2 separate regions of the Mus musculus genome follow, and region 2 is linked to region 1. The links are chromatin contacts, called in public Hi-C maps. All regions are on one chromosome and are shown on one strand. Each heading gives the region's core, a stretch centred on a gene start, on an enhancer-like site or on the middle of the called end of the contact. The rest is flanking DNA. Distances are from core to core; before and after follow the strand shown.

Region 1 (5,728 bases), core at 1,758-4,257:
GGCCAGTCCCAGTGGGAATGGCTACCAAGGAAAGTCAGGCTATGATGCAGTTGCAACAAAGCCGTCAACCCATTCCTTAGATACTCCGGAGCCAGGTAGAACCTGAAGAATTGTTGAGAACTGAGGCAAAGCAGCTGGGCTGCTTAGGAAATGCCTGGCTTTGGACATAGTAGTTCCCTTTAGTGGAGTGAAGTGGCAAGGAAGGAAGTCTTAGCCACAAAGCCTTACTGGCTGCTACTGGGAATCTGAGAACTTCGGTCTTGAATAGATCAGGTTTGGGTGGTTGCCAGCATCCAATACAGTTAGTGATTTATTCTTCTAAAACAACAGTTTTTTTCCCTGTAAGTACTAGGTTTTTAGAATAAATTGGTTAAAAACCAAGGATAAAATTTATGGATGACTTCTTTCAAATTTTGTGTGCAGTTCAACATTGTGATTAACAATACACTAATGAATTGTATTATGAACTGTTTATTCTAACTCTGCTCAGCTAGCATCGTGTTTCATCACAGAATATTTCAATATGCTCTGCTCTTTAAACAGTAACATGCTAGCATGCGGGCTAATTTTTGCAGAATACATTGTTTGCTTTCATCAACAACATAAGAAAAATTTACCATGACTAGATTGATATTTAATTCAGACATTTCTAATTTCATAGAGCAGGTCTCTGCACTTTGTAGGAGTTCAACATAACCTGCAGACACCTTACCCCCTTACCACGATTATTTTTAAGTTTGGAATAAAGGATGAGTATATTCTCATGTTTTTTAAAGGGTGTGCTCAGACCTTATATGTAGCCATGACTTTGAACTCATGACACTCCTTACTGCATCTTCTAAATGCTGGAAATGCAAGCAGGAACCACCATAATTGATGGTCTTGTGCTATTTTAAATTTTGACTCTTTTTAGACATTTCTATTATTCAGCCTAACCAATAATTTATTGTCTAATTAAAAAATTTTTTTGACTCAGAATGATATAACACTGTATAAGTGAACAGGAAAATTGAATTTTATCTGAGAGGGGACTGACTTCTAAATCTCTGTGTCCCACTGTCCCTCTGTCCCTCTGTCTTTCTGTCTTTGTGTCTCTGTCTCTGTCTTTCTCAACAGGGAAACCAGAACTCTTTCACCCAGGCTGGCCTCAGAGTTCTGACCCTACTCTTACCTTATTGCCATGGTTACAGTCATACACTACCTCTTGTGGTCTCCATTTTCCTCAAATTGAACAAATTAAATCTGAGGTTTTAAGCTTCTGAAGAAAATATATTTAAAACAAATCAAAGCATTTTATGAAAATAACAGGTTGGAAAAAATTTATGCAAGAGCCTTATGAATGCATTGGTTTGGCCAATGTGTGATACAATTATCACACATTTTTTATGAATATTGGTTTGAATAAATCTGTATTTATGTAAAAGACTATAAGTCATTAAAGTTGTGTTAATGAAATATCTAGAAAATAAGAAAGTGAGTTAACCTGATTGGATGACATATCTGTTTCAATCTAGTTAGTATATATTTAGGAGGCCCTGATTAGTTTGTAGTTGATTGATAGCAAATGATTTTGATCTCAGACTTAAAGGTTAACACTGTCATTAATGACTTCACCATTCTCTTTCCTCCTTTACATCACAAAGATCTTATTACTGTAACAGTACACCTGATAATTAACTTAAGAATTAAAAAGGCTTTGGGTTACAGTTAGGAAGGTTTCTTTTGACATCATGTCCTTGTGTCTGTGGGAGTCAGCACATCACAGCGGGGAGTGCATGATGGAGCCGTGCCATCCACCTCTAGGTTGACATGAAGTTGCACAGAAAGGTGAAAGGCTCCTATGCTAGTATCCACTTCAAAGTCCTCAGCTCGTTCCCTCCTCCCAGTTCTCACCTCTCAAGGTTTCTGCTGCCACTTTTCAATGATGTCATGTGTTGGGGACCAAGATTTTAATCCACCAGCCTTTGGGAGACATTCAAGATCCAAACTGTTGTGTTTACTGAGCTTAATCTTTCTCCCTAGTACATATTATCACCCAGTTCTCTTTGTTCACATGTGTTTGCTCATTGCATTTACTCAGTAGAACAGAAGCTCAGTGAAGGCAGAGATTCTTTTGTAGTAATATTTTAAAGTTTACTTTATTTGTAATTATATGTGTATGTGTGTATGGAGGGCAGGTTACTCATGGAATACAAAAGAAAACATTGGATCCCTTGGAATTCGAATTACAGGTGGTAGGGAACTGCCCTAAGTGGGGGCTAAAATGTCAGCCATTTTACAAGGTCAGTGTGGTTTTAACCCCTTGTGTTAAATTTTCTTTACTCAGTTCCTAGAAGGTAAAAATATGTCTGGTTTGTAGCAGGCTCTCAAGAAATTTTGGCTTAATAAATAAATAATAAATAAGAATAAAGCAATGAGGAAGAAACAGAATTGTTGATTTCTTGATGCAAGTGAGAGTCTACCTGAGAGCCTACTGATAATCTAATATAAACGATTTAATTTACAAAGAAACTTAGAAACATTAAAGCTACTTCTTTTTCAGGGAAGGTTCTGCGATTGAAAGTTGTTGAAAGAGATCCTGGGCAGGATAAACATTTGAGTATTGTTTTAGCACTATAAGCATATTCTAAATTTGGATCACCCTTGCTCCCAGTGAGTCCTGTTCTTTGTCTCCTGGTCTCCTTGTCAGCATTTTCATCCTTCCCAGCACACATGTGCCAATTAAAAAGCTCATCTCCTCTTTGGGGCTGAGTCTGGTATGGTTTTTCAGCCAGCCCACATTCACAGTGGAAGATTACTTTCATTCTTGGGGAGGGTGACACGGGCATGAGAGGCTCAGTATTCAGATGAAAGGGCCACTTTGGTATTATTTAACTGTGTTTTGGCAAGACTCTGGTCAGTGTCTGGTTTCTCTTTGGAGCCATTTTGCATTATATTACAGTACTCTGACTGTGCTATGCCAAGGAAATTAAGATCAGCTGGAACACTCAGTTGGTCATTGGCTTGGACTCTTAGGGCACTGGGAACTTGATGACCTCATTTAGGCTGAACCTGCCTTTGTCCCCAAAGCATAAGGGCTCCTTTTACAAAACCACGTCTGCAACTTGGGAAAGATACGAGCAAGGTTCAGAGAAAAATGACTTAATAGTGGAAGATATTTGGGTCAACATTGAGTGTGGAGTGCAGAATACGTGCTGACAATTTAATTGAGAAAGATGAAGAGGAGGCACCAAATCCCTTCAACATGACCTTAGCCACCAAGTCCTGTGATCTTGGAGGATCATTTGAAGATTGGTTTGTAAGTGCGTGTGCATTTGTATATGAGATCAGATGTTGATTCTGGGTGTTTTCCTCAATCCTTCCTATCTTACTGCTTTTGAGATAGGATCTCTTATGGAGCCTAGAGCTTTCTGATTAAACCAGGTTAGGTGGCCATTGAGCCCCAGGAATCTTCCTGTCTCCAATGCTTGGATTTGAGGTGTGTGCTGCTGCTAGCTACAGCTTTTTTTATGTGGGTTCCTTGGAGTCAAACTCAGGTCCTGAAACTTTCCGCTCAGGCACTTAGCTAACTGAGCTGTCTCCTTAGCTCTGAAATGCATGGTTTAAAGAAAACTAAAAGAAAGAAATGTTTATGGTGCCAGCAACTGGTATGGGTTTTATGTTCTGTCAGTCTGAGAAAATTTGAGAGAACATCCTTCATTAGGACTTGTGAAGGGCCCTGTGTGCTCACGTGAGACACTTGAGGGAGGGTTGTCACATGAGAAAAAGCTGCATGGTAACCATGGAGAAGTCTTTGGTGATGATGCAGAGTTTTGAAGATGAGAAATCACTGTATAGCCCTGGCTGGCCTGAACTCACAGAGATCTGTTTGCTGTTTCCTCCCAAATGCTGGAATTAAAGGCATGCACTTACTACACATGGCCTGGATTATTAAATTCATTTTAATTAAAAATATGAAGAAGAAATTTTTTATTTGGGGATGTATTTGAGAAAACAACAGTTAACGTGGATTTTCAAGCACAAATTAAGTAGCTTAGTAATATTACTTTCTCTGAGATGCTAAGGGCTGTACAACTAGTCTCTCTTTCACGTTGGGGAGTTCTGGTAGAGACATTTGCAAAGTTCTTTGCTTCCAGTTCTATGAAGGGCCCGTACCTAACCTCCATCTCTTTCTTCCCATTTCTTTTCTGACCAAAGTTCTTCCTCCAGATTTTTGTTTTTTAATTTTATCAATACCTGTATCATTAGTATTGAGGCTATTGGGTTTTGTTGCATTAGAAACATTGTTTTTGCCTTATGTTTACATTGACAGTAAAATGGCTCTCAGTAAAGTGAGAGTCACTCATAGCACCTTAGTGGTATACCCTGTTGACAAGTGTAAGCATTATGATGGCCTTTTCTCAGTAATTGTGATTTGGCTGAAGTGGGCTTACATTACAGTGTCTCTTAGGATATAGAATGCTGTCCACTTTTGTACTTTTGTGTGTCTTACCTGAGAACATTAAATTTCTATATCATAAATGTATTTTCATCTAGCCATGCTAACATTTGAATTAGCATGCAAAGGCCTTTAACACATCATTATTCAATTGTTATTTTTCAAAAGAGTACCCTCTCATACTAGCATTACCATACCATATATTAAAGTAATTTGCCTCTCATCTTTTCCCAGAACTTTGAAAACGTTCTTTCATCACCACCACGTTTCCTTATAGAAATAATAATTTTGAAAGCAACTCCAGCTATAACATTTCTTTCTTAGAACCATTTCATGGATCCTTCATCTCTGTCCACATACTCGTGTCAGTGAGGTCCCTAAGATGCTAGGTGGTTGGCCCCATTCTCTAATTCTGTTACTTAGTTCTCTTCTTTGTGAATTATCTATGTTTTTCTATCATGTCATTTTCCCCTTATTTATATCGCATGCTTTGACCACACTGAACATCTTTAGTTCTCTACTGCACAACTTTTCTGATAAATAAAGAAAATAAAGAAATTCAACCACACCTTGACACATCGGACAAGGGTCAAGGCTTCTCATAAAGTTGATGCTTTGCCTTCCTGTGTCCCTCTACTCCTTAATCTTTAAATAGCTACTTTGAAGTGCATATCTTTGAAGTGTCAGCTCAGAGTTTTCTCTTTCCTTGATAGACTATTCTGAGCTACTGTGTTTGGAGACAATCTACCTGGTCAATTTCACAGCACTATCATTCTATTTACTTACCACTATCCCATGATCTGGGAAGCATTCCCAGGTTATAGGAGTCATGTTTGCCTTTGACATCAATGCATTTCTGGACACTAACATTGTACCTGGACACTACAGTCTAGGTCCTCTGTAAATACTTGTTGAATAAGCAGGAGGTTCATAAAACTCAACTGTGAGTAGGATTTGTTCCAAGACATCTAATAGAAGGGTATGTGTATATATGTGTGTGTATGTATGCATGTATGTGGAACACATATTGAACTGTCCAGAAGACAGTCTCAGATGTTGTTCTTCTGAACAGCCATGGATGTCCACCTTGTTTCTTAAGGCAGGGCCTCTCATTGGGATCTGAGTCTCTATGATTCAGGTCGGCGTGCTGGCCTGTGAACCTCGGGGATTTGTTTATCATTACCGCATGACACCATTGCTAGGATTACAAGTAAGCATCTCCCCACACTGGGCTTTTTGTTTGTTGTTGTTGTTTATGTGGGCTCTGGGACTCAAAATGCCAGTCTTTAT
Region 2 (5,728 bases), core at 1,101-3,600, 540 kb before region 1:
ATTCCTATATTGAAGTTCATGTGTTTAATTTTATATCCCAGTCTGTAAACCAAGGCTCCCTTTTGAAAATAAGTGAGATAGAAGTCACATTATGATATAATGTAGCCAGGCTTGCTGTGACAGACCTGTAATCTAAACACTCGGAAGACAGAACCCAAATGGCAAGTACAAGGCCAGCCTGAGCTGTATGATGATGTCAAGACAGTCTGATCTGGCTATTGAGTGACACTTTGTCTCCAGATGGAAAACAGAGATGGACATGGCCACATATGTATTATCACAGAGTATCAGGAGCTAGGAGACAGCCTATCTGGAGTGCTGAGTCTGCTTTAGCTACATAAGGAGCTAAAAACAGGGTTAGATGAGACCCTGTCTTTAAAATACTAATTTTTTTTAAAAAGGATGCAAAATACAAATCAGAGTGGGAGGCCACATGTAACAATCACTGCTCTTTTTGGTGGGTACATGAGGTTGTCCTCCCACTTGTAGCCAAAGCCAGCAGATACATTTCCTCCAGTTTGCAAATGCAGCTTCCTAAGAATGGGGAAGAGAGAGACCAGAAGTGAGCCAGAGACTACTGGGCTGGGCTTTAGGGGTGCACTGAGATTCACGTCTTCTTTGTTCACACCCCACCTCACTATGCCCCCGGTGAAGACCTTTCAAAGACTTGAGAAATATGACTAAGTTGATGGTTTGGTTATTTAAAATCACTCTTATTATATGTCAAGCTAGAGGCCAGAGTATTTAAAATCAAATTACCTGTGAGTTGTGAAGTCAAAGAAAGCAATGTTCAGAAACAGTGTGTCTGGGAAGGCGAAAACATTAGCAATTTTTTTGGATGGCTGTAATTTCAGTGTAAAGCTGAAGTCAGGGTATGCACGTTGCTGTCTGGTAGTGTATATTATGCTTCTGACACTTGGACATGATTCCTGAGAAAATCGATTTAAAAGATCACATGTTTCACTTGGGCTCATTTCTGGAGTCCATGTTTGTATAACCCTGTCCGTGGCCTTGGGCCTGTGATGGCAGAGTTCAGCATGTTCAAATTCTGGCGTAAAGGCATGTTCACCTCGTAATGGTCAGAAATAGGGACAGGAAGAGGGAAGAGCAGGCTTCCAATATCTCCTTCAAAGCTATGACTCCAATAACCAAAGCTCCTCCTGGTAGACCTCTCCATGGCCCCATGGGCTAGGGACCAAGTTTTCCATCAGTGGGTCTTTGGTGGACACTCCATATCTAGCCTGTATCACAAGGGTATTGTTGAGAAAAATAATATTTGTGATACTATTAATATTACCAATGCTACTAAAAACTTCCAGCTTTTATGGAAAACTCGATTTACATAAATTCACATATGTGTATATGAGCACACACATATCATTTAACCCCATTCTAAAAAAGCCAAGTTTCAAGATACAGTCCTCATTTGCATATATAAAACTATCAGCTGGCTTGGTGAGGTGACACCAATGTTGTCCTATACCCAGAGAACAGTAGAGCAACTCTGTTGGTACCACAAAGTAAGCAGCTGGAGAGGAAAGTACAGGTCAGGTCACAGAGGCGTTTCCAGTCTTGGCTAAAGTGACTCTAAGTCACTGAGAGACGCTGAGAGGGTTTAATAATATTCTGTGTCTGGTGACAGGATAGAGCAGAAGATTGGTAGCTTTGGAGAGCATTCATCTAGAGACAGAAATTTTAATAGATGTTATGAAATTTTAAAACAAGGATTTAAATTTTTGCCAGAAAGTAGAAAATGGGAATTTCTTAGTAGGCTCTGTGAATGTTGTGAAAGAGAACTCAGGCAGGTAATATTTTAAATGATCAATTTCTGAGAGAAGGCTAGTTACCTTGTTTGGTAGAGTCATGTTCACTGAGTTAGCCTGTGATAAGCCACGACTAATAGAAGGAGAGCAAGATCAGATGGTTATGTTAGGTTTGTACAGTGCTCTGGTTTAAAGTGCTTGTCTAAAAGTTACCTTTAGAAGCCATTAAATATGCTTCGTGTTATCTTAATGTTCAATGAAACAGCTTTTCAGGTGGAGAGAAAATGTGAGAGAAGCTAGAGAAGGGATGGGGATGTCTTAGCTCCCTCTGTGCTCTTTGAGATATTGGAGGAAGAGAAGCAAAGGGGGAGGGAGTACAAGCAGAGAGGAGACAGGGAAGCTGTGGTAGGCAGGCAGAGCCCTTCACCTGCCAGTCTCTAGAAAGACTGAATGAACCAAAGCAGCTGGAAGAGAGAGTCCCACCCGCACCCTAGGATGCTGGCAGTGGTTCCTGGCCCCTGCTTACTAGAGCATGCCAGGGCATGCTGTCTACAAAGATCAAACGGCCAGCTTGGCATCAAGTCTGCTTTCCTGATCAAAAGCCCCAGGTAAACCAAGTCTCCAACCCAGGATCCAGAGACAGACACCACCACACTGCCTGTGGCCAGCGTACTTGGCTAACTTCACTGTGTTCTCTTCTGACACAGATGATGATGAAGCCGGAGAGCTGAAGTCTAGCACACCAGAGTTAGTCAGCAATGACCTATCTGTCAAGGATTCGTGGCAGGATGACTTGCTGGGGGGAAAAAAACCACAGAATCCCTTCAAGGGATATTGTAAGAACAAATGAGATACTCCCCAGACGGGGCCTGGAGCTTTTCCAAACAGAGGTGCTGTGACTCCCAAAGGTACCTAACTACTTTAGAATAAAATTTGTATTTGTGGAAGGCAAACTGAAATTTTTATTGCTAACAAGGACAGCTCTACCCAAACAAAAAGAAGGCAGGAAAGTGTCATTCCTCCCCGGCCCCCATCCGTGTGTTTCTCTAAATAAACAAATGGATAAGGTGTGGCAGGCATGGCCTTGGGGCGAGGAATGATACGGAAAGCCAGAAAAAATTCACCTAGCTACATTTCTTTTTCCTGTAAGAGGAACATTCGTTCTGTGCATTTTATAAATTGCCTAAAATTGTGTTTACTTTCGATTTTATTATATTTATTTGGTAATTGGAGCCAGAGCTCACCTGTCTCTACCGGATAAAGGACATCCACATGGGTGGTTAGTATTTGTTTTGAGCTGGCTTCTGCGCTGGCTAAGTTTTGAACTGACCAGTGAGTACTTGTTTTATTTGGTATATCAGCAGCAACTAACTAGGAAAACTGTCTGAACGGATTGTCATCAGGGAGGATGTTTATTGGACATAACAAGCAGTGCAGAGGTTGTTTGGGTCCAAGAGCTGAGCCGTCCATCAAGAGCCCAGGGGTAAACATGTCTGTGTGATCGGCCACACTCACTGTGTCAGCTCTGCCCTCAAAGTGGCATCCGCTCTGCTTGGAAGCTGGCTGAGACAGTGCTACGGATGCGGATGCGACTGGGATGCAGAAAGGTGCAGGACAGACAGGATGCCTTCCCCAGTCAGTTCCTTTCCAGCCACTGTAAACAGCACTTACAGCCTGCCCCCTGACAAACCGTCCTCGAAGTTCATTGGCCAGAATGGGGTCTCATATCCTTTTCCTTAAGCACTGATTGCAGGAGAGCTTGGAGGATGCACCCAGAGTGGAGAGCACACTGGGGCTCACACAAAACCTACTTCAGTTTGTAAACATTCAGCAAGACATGTCAAGGGCTATTAAAGCCAGTAAGGCTGATTCCTGTATAACAAGGTTGGCTTAATTGTCATTAGTTGGCTCTTGTCTCCTCAGCTTATAAGTGATCTGATAAGGACAAAGTCACAGAGAACATCAGCCTCGGTAAGCTAATTATTAGTTCCTAGATGATTGTTCCAAAGGCAAGTTGAACTTGGGCTTTCTTTCTCTGGAAAATGCCCTCCTCACCATGATACGAGTCAACGGGAAGCAAAAGACAAGAACAAATCCACTTGTTCAACAGGAAATTAGTAAACAGTGCTCACGTGCTGACAATCACTCATCATTGATAGCGAGGGGGCATGAGCAAAAGAAAGAACTGCACTTGGCTTTGGCAATGGCATGGTACCCTGGCCACAGGCTTACTTTCCTAATGGGTTTGTTTAGTCATTCTAATAGAGGTACCAAAGTCCTTGATGAGACACTGAAAGGCACATGATGTGGAAGAGCAAGCCTAGGGCTTTCACTTGATTTTATACAACTCAGAAGTTCCCTGCATATACGGGAACTTGTCTTAGTTACATGCGTGTCTCATTTTTATCATGTATCCATTTACAAATGTGTCTAATGTTTATTATCAGTGCTTTCTGTTTTCAATATTTTCTATGTGAGACCACTGTGCTGTATGCCAGTACAGATTCTACACATACCAAACCCATAGCGAGATGACTACCCATCCTAATTCCATGTCAGCAAATAGGTTTTCAGAATCTGGTCGTTTCAGTCTTAGAAATGTGGCTTTTTGTCTGAACTATCCTGATTTGAATATTGGTTTCTCAGCTTACTGACTTTAAAATTTAGTCAAGGTATATGGTTTACATGAACCTATATTTATCCATCTGTAAAGTAAGAATAAAAATAATATCAATAAAGCAAGACTGCAATCAACATGATACATTTGCCATGTGACTAAGTTTATAGACATAAAGTACTTGTGTGTATCTCAGATATACAAATCATCTAACAGAGTTCTGTTATTATCATGGAATCTCAAAGCCATCTGGCTAGGAAGTTATACCAGCCAGAAGTTATTTCAAAGTTCCTTTTGAAATATTGAAAGTAGTATGTAACTCTGCTTGTGAATATCTAGTAGCTATTGAAACTGTGCCAAATGACCAATGTATATGTTCAATAAAACATCAGGCTGTTTTTCATGATACTAACAGAATCAACGATAAGTATAAAGCAGCCAGTAGTTTTAAATGAGAGTCCTGTTGGGGACAAAAAGGGGAGGGGGGGTAGGTATTACTCAGTGGTCAAGCTCTCTGGCCTTACTTACTACCTATGAGCCCAGATTCCATCCCCAGCAGGCATGCAAATGCGCATGCCTATCTCCCCACCCCCACCTTCACCCCCACACATACTCAAAGGAAGAAGTGAATCCTCTTTTTCAGGTTGAGGAGGATCAGGCTTAGCGGTGGAGGGTTGCGGAGGATGCATAAGGACCACGGGGTAAAATTCTTAGCACAACAAAAACAAGCAGTTTCTTTAGCAGTGGATATTTAATTCGTTCAACTTATCTTTGAGACTCTGCCTTTCCTATAAAAATCTCCTTTGTTGATACCAACAGCACATATTGTCTTGGGCAACGGGTCCAAGTTTTCCTGTTAACTCATTCATCATCAAGTACATGAAAATACATTGTGAAGTTTTTGTGATCTTTTAAGTTCTGGGCATAGAGCAACTTCTCATTCCCAAAGATGGTAAATTTACAGCCTTCTGACATAACAGACCAGAACAAATTGATTTTGTCTCCAGTATGCATTCTCATAAAACAGGAGAGAGAAAGAGAGACAGAGACAGAGAGACAGAGAGAGACAGACAGAGAGAGACAGACAGAGACAGAGAGAGACAGAGAGAGAGACAGAGAGTGAGAGAGAGAGAGAGAGAGAGAGAGAGAGAGAGACTCACATGGAGAGAGGAAGGGATGAGAATATTAACTGGTCATATAGCTAGCAATGACATTTTCCAACTGTCTCTCTGAAAATTTTCATAAGATGAGAAGTCAAGGACCACATGACTAGTGGCGATGTGTGTTTTGCCTTGATAGTTCCACAGCATCTCCCTAATGTTTACTGTGTCATTTTTCTCAGACTCTG

Evidence for each region. A called contact is a pair of places that touch in the nucleus more often than the background predicts.
Region 2: a contact with region 1 is called in a Hi-C map of liver, with 2.0 times the contacts expected there. The contact joins two enhancer-like sites. A contact is called at or near these places in 1 of 484 Hi-C or Micro-C datasets (liver) and 1 of 115 datasets of contacts at active chromatin or transcription factors (large pre-B cells).

Annotation. Positions count from the first base shown.
Region 1 is chr2:65,004,785-65,010,512 of GRCm38.p6, reverse strand. The region is part of intron 2 of Grb14 (growth factor receptor bound protein 14); the gene reads left to right. Among named protein-coding and RNA genes, the nearest start is that of Grb14, 15 kb to the left of the region's middle. Within about 2 kb of position 3,007, at least 30 of the 459 cell types and tissues checked have an H3K27ac peak or open chromatin away from gene starts, as enhancers often do. A contact at or near this core is called in liver, where this site is marked.
Region 2 is chr2:65,544,118-65,549,845 of GRCm38.p6, reverse strand. The region is part of intron 1 of Scn3a (sodium channel, voltage-gated, type III, alpha); the gene reads left to right. Among named protein-coding and RNA genes, the nearest start is that of Gm34833, 6.8 kb to the left of the region's middle. Within about 2 kb of position 2,350, at least 33 of the 459 cell types and tissues checked have an H3K27ac peak or open chromatin away from gene starts, as enhancers often do. A contact at or near this core is called in liver, where this site is marked.